3 separate regions of the Mus musculus genome follow, and regions 1 and 3 are each linked to region 2. The links are chromatin contacts, called in public Hi-C and HiChIP or PLAC-seq maps. All regions are on one chromosome and are shown on one strand. The core of a region is the stretch at or near the end of the contact, and the rest is flanking DNA. Distances in the headings are between cores, read along the strand shown. Region 1 has its middle 3.7 kb from the start of Gm36260. Region 2 has its middle 11 kb from the start of Gm45990. Region 3 has its middle 46 kb from the start of Gm35894.

Region 1 (3,067 bases), core at 275-2,774, 360 kb before region 2:
GCCTGTGCCCCAACTGTCACCTACCAGTCCTATTTTATTTTCTTATTGAAAATGTGTTTGAAGAATTCAAATTCATAATTTGTCAGGCAGCAGAGGTTCAGTCCATGCCTCACCCTCTTTTTTGAACAAGTTAGGAAGACAATAAAATGTAAAACTGCCTCTGTCAGTGTGTGTCCTTTGCCAAGGTTCCAAGGTTAGGGAGCAAACAGCTGGGCTGCCATATACCTTACAGCCTTGAAAACCTTGCCTAACCGCATCAAACAACAACAGCAACAACAACAAACAACAACCCCCTCAGCCAGAGATCAGGCTCCAGAGTCTAAATTCACAGTGGTGGAGAGCCTTTTATGTCCAAGACCAGTGTTTACAGAGAGCACCCAGCCAGGCACACAGGAGCAGGCAGACATTCTGAGGTGACACCTTTCCCTAAAGCCTTGGGTGCTCTGTACAGAGATAGAATGAATTGCTTAGCAGTTCTACACTGTGACTGGCAAGGAGAACCAGGAGAGCCAGAGAGCCCCTCTGTGGCTTTCTCTTCTGCTTATTTTTTCTTTTTATAATACCCAGCTAATATTTGCATTAGGGGAAAAGGATGTGGGCGGAAAAAAAGGGGGACTCAATGTGATATGAAGCAAGGTAGATCCACAAAAGCAAAGCCAGGAGTAGCACAAAAAAAAAAAAAAAAAAAAAAGACAAAACAAACAAACAAACAAACAACCCAAGGACCCAGCCTAGCTTTGGTTGGAAGAAGGCCTACATCATAGGTTTCAAAGCATCTTTTCCAGATTCGCAGGCACAGCCCCCTTGATGAAAACTAGTTGCTAAATTCAGGGCCCTGTTAGGCCTCAGCTAATTAGAAAAAATGGGCTTTTAAATTTTTTTTCTTTTCCTTTCTTTCTTTAGCACCTTTTCTTTCAAGCATTTAGTCTCAGGAGGGGGATCCTGGCTCTTGGCTGGCTGTTTTGAAAACACGCCTTTGAATGCCTCTCCCTAATTCACGCCTTTTGTTTTTGAGCCTTTGTGTTTGCCAGTTTGACCATATAACATTATACATCTGGTGTATAGCTTGTTGGGGCTTTTTTCTCCCAGGGTTCCTATGCATTCCCTATAGGACCCTCCTGAGCTTCAATTTGAGCGATCGTGTAACATAAAGGGGCGAAGGAGGGCCTAGGAGGCTGGGGGAGGCCTGGAGGTTGGAGGGGGCAGAGGAGGGGAGGAGGCCCGGGAGGAGACAGAGACAGAAATGAGTGAAACATAAAAAAAAAAAAAAAAAAAAAAAAAAAAGTTGAAAAGAATTCTTTCGCTGTCTTCTTTTCTTCTCACTGTTGCGACTGGACCCTGAGTCAGCCGGCGACAAGGCCTCGGTGGGAAAATGACGGGGCGCAGAATAGATAACTCATTGGAATTCTGGCAACATATTCGTAAATAAAACAAAAGTGCGGAGGCGAGCTGGGGGAGGCCGTGTGTTCCAGGGGAAGCGCAGAACTGTGCCAGCACTAGGAGGACATTACAGAGCCAGCTCCCTGCTTTGCCTCTTGCAGGCAAAAACCAAAGATGCTCAAACGGGAAGGATTGGTGACTGCTCAGTGCTTGTGAGCCAGGCTGCTGGGAGCTGTTTCTTACTGTAGTCTGGAAGCCGCTTGCTTTTGCAGGCACACTTTGCAGCCTGAGGAAAGTTCAAATCGGCTGCGTTGTTTCTTTAGAGTCTGTCTGCTCTGTGCTCACAAAAGGGCCGCTGTCGGACGGACCTAGGAAAATGGGTTTATTATGATTGCTCTTATTCCTAGCTCCAAGATTTAATTTGCATTTAACGTTTCCAACCATCCTGTCTTGTGTACACTTTTGGCAAGACGGCCTGAATACTGGAGATTTTTATGTCTGGAGATATTTATGTCTGTTTTCTGATGTCCAAGGCACCCAGCCTTTTAGCTGATTTTTTTCTATTATCTGAGTATTGATGGCACTCCTCCTGGTGCTAGTCTGTTTCATCTCAATTTCCCCATCTGCAAAATGGACATAGCCTATCACTGGAATCACATTGCTTAGGGCTCACATGTCTTGAACACAATGGGTCTGTTTCATATATACACTACCAGTATATAGCACATCTTTGTACACGACCCATTATAAATGCATGGATATGATGGTCTACCTTACTTAGCTGCAAGTTAGACACTGGCTGCAATAAAACTTAGAATTCATAGGATGTGAGTATGTTTGTAGCCGTTCTTTAAAGCTAATACCAGCAGTTCCCTCCGCCCCCATTTCTTTTCTTTTCTGCAGAGCAATTTGCAATGCAATACAAGGCATGAAAACCAAACAAACTCATATCAGGCAAAGCTTATGAGTTATTTCTGCTTCCCTGAATTCAAGTTACAAAGAGTGGGGGCAGGGAAGAGATATTTGTTTTAAATATAGCAGTGTGTGTGTGTGGGGGGGGGGGGGGTTTCCAACCTCCTCCGAATGTCTTGGAAGATTCTGCTGTTTCATGCACACATTATTACAGATGTGAGGAAACTTGTGGCTATCATTTTAAAAATACCTTCTTAATCTACATAGTGAGAAATCCTACTGAACGCATGCCCTTCTCCACCCATGCCTTTGTAAATCAAGTCCCTTGCTGATCAATCCTTGATAAATTTCTTCAGGTGGGAACCCATACCCTTGGCTGTCCTTAATCAATCCAGCCACCTGGCAGATAAAGGGACTCCAAGAGTTAAACACAATCACATTAGCAAAGGTTTTCGTGGAAATGATCAAATCCGCTTCTCTTTTCCAAAAATGTTTAAGATGCTTTGCTGTCCCGGTCAGACATATAATTTTGCAATAGGCTAAATTGGAAGATTTTGGTTTTCCTCCTCTGACCATTAATCAGAGCAGAAGAAGGTGACCAATGCCCATCGTGGAGATGCATCATCATCCTAAAAAAAAAATCAGCTTATCTCAGGGAATTAGAAGTTAACGTCTCAACAAAAGAGTTATTTATTGTGAGCCCCTCCCTGCCTTGCACACTTGGGTGCTTTGTCTTCCTGTTCGGCTTTGCTTAAACTCCTCACAGAACTTGGAA
Region 2 (2,933 bases), core at 188-2,687:
TACAGAGCTTATAAAGGTTATAGAGATAACTCTAGGAAGCCGAGAAAAATATTTGAAATACCCCCCCCCCCCCAAATAAGAGTATAAATCCAGGAGGAGAGTCAGACTCTGGAGCAGCAATCATCTGGTGAGCTTATCAGTTGGTATTCAGGTAAAAAAATCAGGTTTTCCCAGAAAGTAGATTGAAAAAAAGGAGAACTTTAAGGGGGAATTACACGTTTTTCTGTTCTTTCCAAGGGATATCCATCTCCATAGGGAAATGATTTTCAGTCTTTCTGCATTTTGCCCAGCTTTTCCCTTTCTGTGTCTTTTCAAATGGATTTCCACCTTGAAAACTCAATGTTTTTGTAAACGCTGTGTTTTTCCCACCGCTGCCAAAGAATCAAGATCTGAGGGATGCTTTCTCACAAACAGAGATAAACAGCTGGGGTTGGCAGTGTCACTGGGAGCCTGCAGTGTCACTGCGAATTGTTCCAGTGTTATTTTTACAAGTGATATGTTTATTTTTGTCGTCAGTTTGAGATTTGGTCTATGAGTCCCAGCTGAGAATCCCAAGCACTTCCTCAGTTCCCAAGAAATGGAGAACACCTGGCAAAAGATTCCCTCAAAGGAAAAAGAAAAAGAAAACCTTAATCTCTCAACCCCAACACACAGCAGCAAGATGCCTGAGAACCATGGCTTCACTTCTACTCTGAAAACAAACAAACAATTACCAATCAAATAGACTATTTCTGCCTGATCCTCCCTCACCTTCAGTCTTTGGTTGAAAACCAGCAGATAAAGAAATAGACATTCCTCAAAAAGTGCCCGCAAGCCATTAAAATCTCCAAAGTAAATAAAAAGTGGTACTGCCGAGCATGAATTGCAGCCGCTGAAATTCCAGGGAGAATCCTGATTTTAGCACCGCTGTACCAAATTTGTCATTTAGGGAAGCCCTTGTTCCCTTTATTGAGTTTCACTGTAGCGAACAATTTCTGCCTGCATCCCTCGTGTGTCCTTCTGGTTTATTATCTTTCACTGTGAATTGAGCCTCCACAATCAGTTTCACCAGAAGCCTAATTTCACTCACTGCTTATACATATGAGGAGACACCTTCCCCCCCCCCCCCCCCACACACACACACCCGTCCCTGCCTCCCCTTCTCCCAATGTTCTTATCAAATGAAGAATTGTGGATAAGGGTTAGGTGCAGATAAACATGAGTGTAGCACTTCCAGAAAGGTCGTGACCCCCCCATAAGGTGCTTCTTGTTATGCCTGACCTTCAGATTTTCATCATCAGCCCGCCTGACAACTTAATAATGCAGAGGAGCAGGATTCATTTCGCCCCTCTGAGAAAGCCGGCACGGGACGCCCTTTTCCCTGATTATTTCCCTGCACTCCCGGCTGCCCTTTATAAGCCAACCAGAACTCCATCAATCATGCGCCTCTCTTCCCTCGCCTCCTCAGCCCCCAGCTCCAAAGGCTCTAAAGCTGCCCTGTTCCTTTTGTCTGGGGTTGGAGTGTGTGTGCAGGGATCACCCCATCGAGGGGGTGGGGAGTGGTGAAAGCACCTTTAGCAAATACTCGCTTTCTTTCCTGCCTCTGCTCCTGCAGGTTGCCCTGGGCATGCTTTCCTCTGGCTCTTCTCCTTTCTTTCCACCCGCTCCTTTTTCTCTCTTCCCTGCTAGGATGACCTGCCGCCCTTTCCCCTCCCTTCTCTCCCCCTCCATCTCTCCCTTCCTACCTCCCTTCCTCCTGTCCTTCCACACCTTTCCTCTGCATTTTCATAACCGCTTCAGAGAGTCGGCTTCCTCTCTCCGTAGCACGGCATACACAATCTCTCTTGAGCTCTGAGGGCTAAGAAGTGCCTGAGCATAAATAACCTGGATGTACATTAGACTTGTTCTGTGGATTTAACGCTCTGGAAGCAGGAAAGGAGAGAAATATGTTCCATGCCTTCTTTACCTGCAGGTTTTTTGGGTTTTGTTTTGTTGGGGGGGGGGTGTTTGTTTTGTTTTCTGGGTTTTTTTTTGGGGGGGGGTTGTTTTTGTTTTCCTTGCTTGTATGATAAAGAGAGAAAACAGAGCTAAGATGGAAGTGCCTGGACAGAGAAGACATTTGTTGGAGCGTGCCCTGCTTTTCCCAGTGAGAGTAAAACCAGCATGCAGAAGTTTCGAGAGTGAGAGGAGTGCGCATGCTCCTTGAAGGCAACTTTAAAAACTGGAAGCATGAACTAGTAGGTCTAAAAACTTGTTCAATAAAATATGCCTCACCACTTACTCCGTCTCCTGGTAGCTGGGAGGACATAGTCTGAGTCTGACAGTGGAGCCAAGTGTGCTGTCAGGGACCATGGTCTGTGGCAGCTGCATCGCCCTCTGAAGAGGGACAGCAGCCCCCCTAGGTCTGTAGCTCAGTGGATGAGGGCATGCCAGCCCAACTAGCAAGTGGATGCTCACCACAGCCTGCTGGGCAAGCAAAAAGGAGTGCCCTGCTCAGCTGCGTTCATGGTAAGGGGCCAGCCTCACTCCTAGAACACTGAACTGGACTGAAAAATAATTTAAGATGGAAAAAGGGAAATGATATTCCATGGAAAATGCCACGGAATCTCCTGGGGGTCAGATACCTACTAGAAACTAATAAAAGAAATCTTGAATCACCTTTGACAATACTCAAAGCTAAGAAGTAAATATGGAAAATGCACCTCACGCCGCAGCTCTGCCTCCTAGGTCTGTATGTACTCTTAATGCCCCAGCCAAGTACAAAACCTTGTGTAAAAACACTGGAGAAAGGACTCCTATTTTCTTCCCTTTCCTGAGTAACAGGCAGCTACCAGCAAAGGTTCTCTAATCACAAGGACACACATTATTGCACTTGATAAGACTCCAAGATGCCCCCAGCCTGCCAGTAACTACAAAAATGAACTAAATGTAGGGTGACTAAAATGAAGGCTTCT
Region 3 (3,246 bases), core at 289-2,788, 390 kb after region 2:
TGAGGGAGGATTTGCTCTAAAGACATAAGAAGCAGCTTACTCTCACCACTCCTTGCCTCAGTCTTTGAGATAATAGATACAGCAGCAAGCTATGTTCATGGCCCTCTCAGTGTCTGTGGGTGTGAGCATGTCTTTTATAGATGATAAGAAAACATAAAGCAATAATGATAACTGCATTTGTTCACCCTTGCTTTTATCAAGTGAGCGTGCAGCTTGTGCTTCGAATGGTTCTTGGCCATAGAGAGAGAAACGGCAAGTGTGCGGCACACAGAGTTTGCAATCTACTGGGGAATGGCGGACAAGAGGGAGTAAACAAACAGCCTTAGTTAGGTCAGATGGTGATACAGAAGGGCTCAAAATGGGAAAAGAAGTTAGATACTCATTAGAGCATTGGTAATTTCACTCGGAGCGGAGAAAGAAAGGTTTTGCCGAATATGTGAGCCTTGGGAACGGGTGATGCTCATGGGAAGGTCTAGAGTGGAGAAAGCAAAAAATTGGTGCAAAGAGCTCACCCTCTAACCCCATATATACCATTCTGGTATGTATAGGCATGCTGAATAGGCACATAGAGGGTGTGCATCTGAGTCCAGCAAGCAAGGATCTCAGAGATTCGTGACAGTGTAGGTGGCTAGGAGCCACCAAGCAGGAGCTGGGTTTTGAACCGGGGTCCTTTGGATCCGCAGTCGGTGCTCTTACCCACTGAGCAACGACTCTGTCCTTAAACAAAGTGAAAAACCTTTGTACTCTTTAGAAGCATGGTCCAAGGTGAACATTTAGGAAGGAATGCAGGTGTCTACTAGGGAAATGGCTGTGCTGCTGATAACGGCAGTGTGGACCAGAAACACAGGAGAGCTACTCCAGACATGCCTGTAGCTTCCTTTTTCTGTTCCATGATATGCCCTTCAAGCAAACAGAAAGGGCTGCAAAGCGCTAACCAGAAACTGGTAGGTATTTTGGAACTCAGCACCACTGTTATAAAACTCCAGCCGAAGAGGCCCCACTGCCTCACCCCAGATCTCTGACCCCACTTGTAACTGGGGGTGGACAACTGGCTTGGCTCCGGTTTCCCTGCGTGGGAAGATGAATATCGCATGAGTCCGCGGATCTTCGCGTCTCAACTTCACCACAAATGAAAGAACTTCCTCTGCCCCCTCACAACATCTGGAAGCTGCCTGCTGGGGCCTCGGATCCAAGTGGAAACATCTGTGCCTCAGGGAACAGCAGGCAGAACTGGGTGGCATCTAAATGTGATTGAGAAAAGTTGCTCGAATAAAAAGATATTTTTAAAAAAAATTGGCCACAAATTGAGGATGAGGAAATACAGCTATTGTAAGCAGGCAGGTCTTTCCCAGCTCACTCGACCCACTCCTGAACATAAAATAAAGGTTCAGTTGCTATTGTTCTTTTTACTTCGTGTAGCTTCTCCTCTGTGGCTCTGACAAGCTGGAATCCGTGGGCAGTTTGGGCTCTGGCCATTCAGACCTGCCAGCGGCATGTTTTCTGCATGACTACCTTTCACTCCGGAGGTTTCAAAAAATAGCAGCAGTAGGCCGGGGTGGGAGAGTGCGTGCATTAGTCATTTCGTTCAGTGAATACTACGCTGTCATCACTGTCAAACGTAATAAAAGTGCAAGGGAAACACTTCCCCACATATTGATCTGCTCCACACCTCCTGCGGTGAGCACAGAGTGAGTGAGCTACCTGTCTCTCACCCCAGAACTGTAAGCATAGGGTACCCAGCTTCCTGGAAGTGTTTATTTTGGAAACGGTTGAGAGCCTCAGTCTCAAACTTCCCCGTTGTTCCGCTTAGACCACATAACCCCACATATGAACAGAAGTATCTTATAATAAATACTTAAAGGAATTTGTGTGACGCTTGCCAAAACTCATTTTGATTATCAATGGTACCTATTAATGTATTATGATTATTATCACTGTTGTTTATTGCAAGTTAGCTTTTGGCCATAAGTCTTTGTTTCTTAGATTGTACATTTCTGGACTTATGAGGAATAACTACCATGAGGATTACTATGTATTGAAAGTTTAGTAATATAGAGAAGCAGTTTGCTAAGGGTTTTCATAAACACTCCTTTAAATCCTCGCTGCGTGCCTCTAAGGTAAAAATTACTCTTGGGGTCCTGCACACAAGGAGCTGAAGCACAGCTGAGAAAGAGAGGGGGAAAGAGTATCGCCTGTACTTGCTCAGAGAGCAACAGGCCCCCATGCTTGACTCGTGATGCGGTCCAAGTTAAGAAACCACTTTCCCAAGAATGTTCAGGAATGGTTTCTCAAGAACCGTGTCCAGAATGGGAAAGGTGTATTCCTGCTGAATTAACATGTGTGTAAGATGCAAAGATGGAGACTATACGCTAGAACACATAGCTGCTGCGATGGAGGAAAGCAGAACTCACATTCCCAGCCTCTCCTGCGCTGCCTGTCCCATGACACTTCCCTGTGAGTTCCGGGCCCAGTAGACTCGCCATGTCTTCAATCTGGGTGGTGAAACATACCTGCAGCTTTAGCTAGAAGACGGAGTTTTGCACACTAGCCCTAGCATCCATCCATGGAGGTAGCAGGCGCGACTATAGAAAAGTCCCTAAGTCTCCTGTTCATTAGAGCATCATGGGGACTGACTGCTTCCATTCAGTTTTGTGGCAGGTCTTTCGGAAAGCTGAGCCTCCAATTTATTTCCCCAGTCACCTAATGAGAGCTACCATTTCACAGACTTTGTTAAATCTCCCTCTCTCTCTCTCTCTCACTCTCTCTCTCTCTCTCTCTCTCTCTCTCTCTCTCTCTCTCTCTCTCTCCTGGACAGAATGGAGTCTGCTGTTTGCAACCTATAACCCTAAAATCACAGTCAGGAAAAAGAGAACAAAATCAACATGTTCCTAGTTTCTGGGTAGCTCTTCTCTCATTTGCTGTGTTAGGCAGTCATGTGCCTTTGACATGCTACCTAAGATAATAGGTTGAATGAAGTAAACTGACTTATTTTTCCATTTACAACTTTTTAACAATGCATTTATGCATGTGTGCCTGTCTGTCTGTCTGTGCACCATGTGTGTGCAAAGGTCTATGGAAGTTGGAAGAGGGGTGCTGTGACGAGAATTAATAGTGATTTGGGTTAGGTGAAGCACCCAGTGAACCCTGGTCCTCTGCAAGGGCAGCAATGGCTCTTGGCTGCTGACCCATCTCTTTAGCCACCAGTTGGCTAACAATATCAATGGTTTCACTAAGATCGTGCTCAGT

What was found. Hi-C and Micro-C count contacts between places; a contact is called where the count stands out from the background. HiChIP or PLAC-seq counts read pairs in DNA pulled down with a chosen protein or histone mark.
Region 1: a contact with region 2 is called in an H3K27ac HiChIP or PLAC-seq map of heart atrium, with 5 times the contacts expected there. The contact joins two enhancer-like sites. A contact is called at or near these places in 3 of 484 Hi-C or Micro-C datasets (myocytes, nephron progenitors and uterus) and 2 of 115 datasets of contacts at active chromatin or transcription factors (heart atrium and neural progenitor cells).
Region 3: a contact with region 2 is called in a Hi-C map of nephron progenitors, with 2.0 times the contacts expected there. The contact joins two enhancer-like sites. A contact is called at or near these places in 2 of 484 Hi-C or Micro-C datasets (cerebellar granule neurons and nephron progenitors).

Annotation. Positions count from the first base shown.
Region 1 is chr7:71,381,953-71,385,019 of GRCm38.p6, reverse strand. No RefSeq gene overlaps it. Among named protein-coding and RNA genes, the nearest start is that of Gm36260, 3.7 kb to the right of the region's middle. Within about 2 kb of position 1,524, at least 77 of the 459 cell types and tissues checked have an H3K27ac peak or open chromatin away from gene starts, as enhancers often do. A contact at or near this core is called in heart atrium and nephron progenitors, where this site is marked.
Region 2 is chr7:71,022,330-71,025,262 of GRCm38.p6, reverse strand. No RefSeq gene overlaps it. Among named protein-coding and RNA genes, the nearest start is that of Gm45990, 11 kb to the left of the region's middle. Within about 2 kb of position 1,437, at least 39 of the 459 cell types and tissues checked have an H3K27ac peak or open chromatin away from gene starts, as enhancers often do. A contact at or near this core is called in heart atrium and nephron progenitors, where this site is marked.
Region 3 is chr7:70,632,078-70,635,323 of GRCm38.p6, reverse strand. No RefSeq gene overlaps it. Among named protein-coding and RNA genes, the nearest start is that of Gm35894, 46 kb to the right of the region's middle. Within about 2 kb of position 1,538, at least 67 of the 459 cell types and tissues checked have an H3K27ac peak or open chromatin away from gene starts, as enhancers often do. A contact at or near this core is called in nephron progenitors, where this site is marked.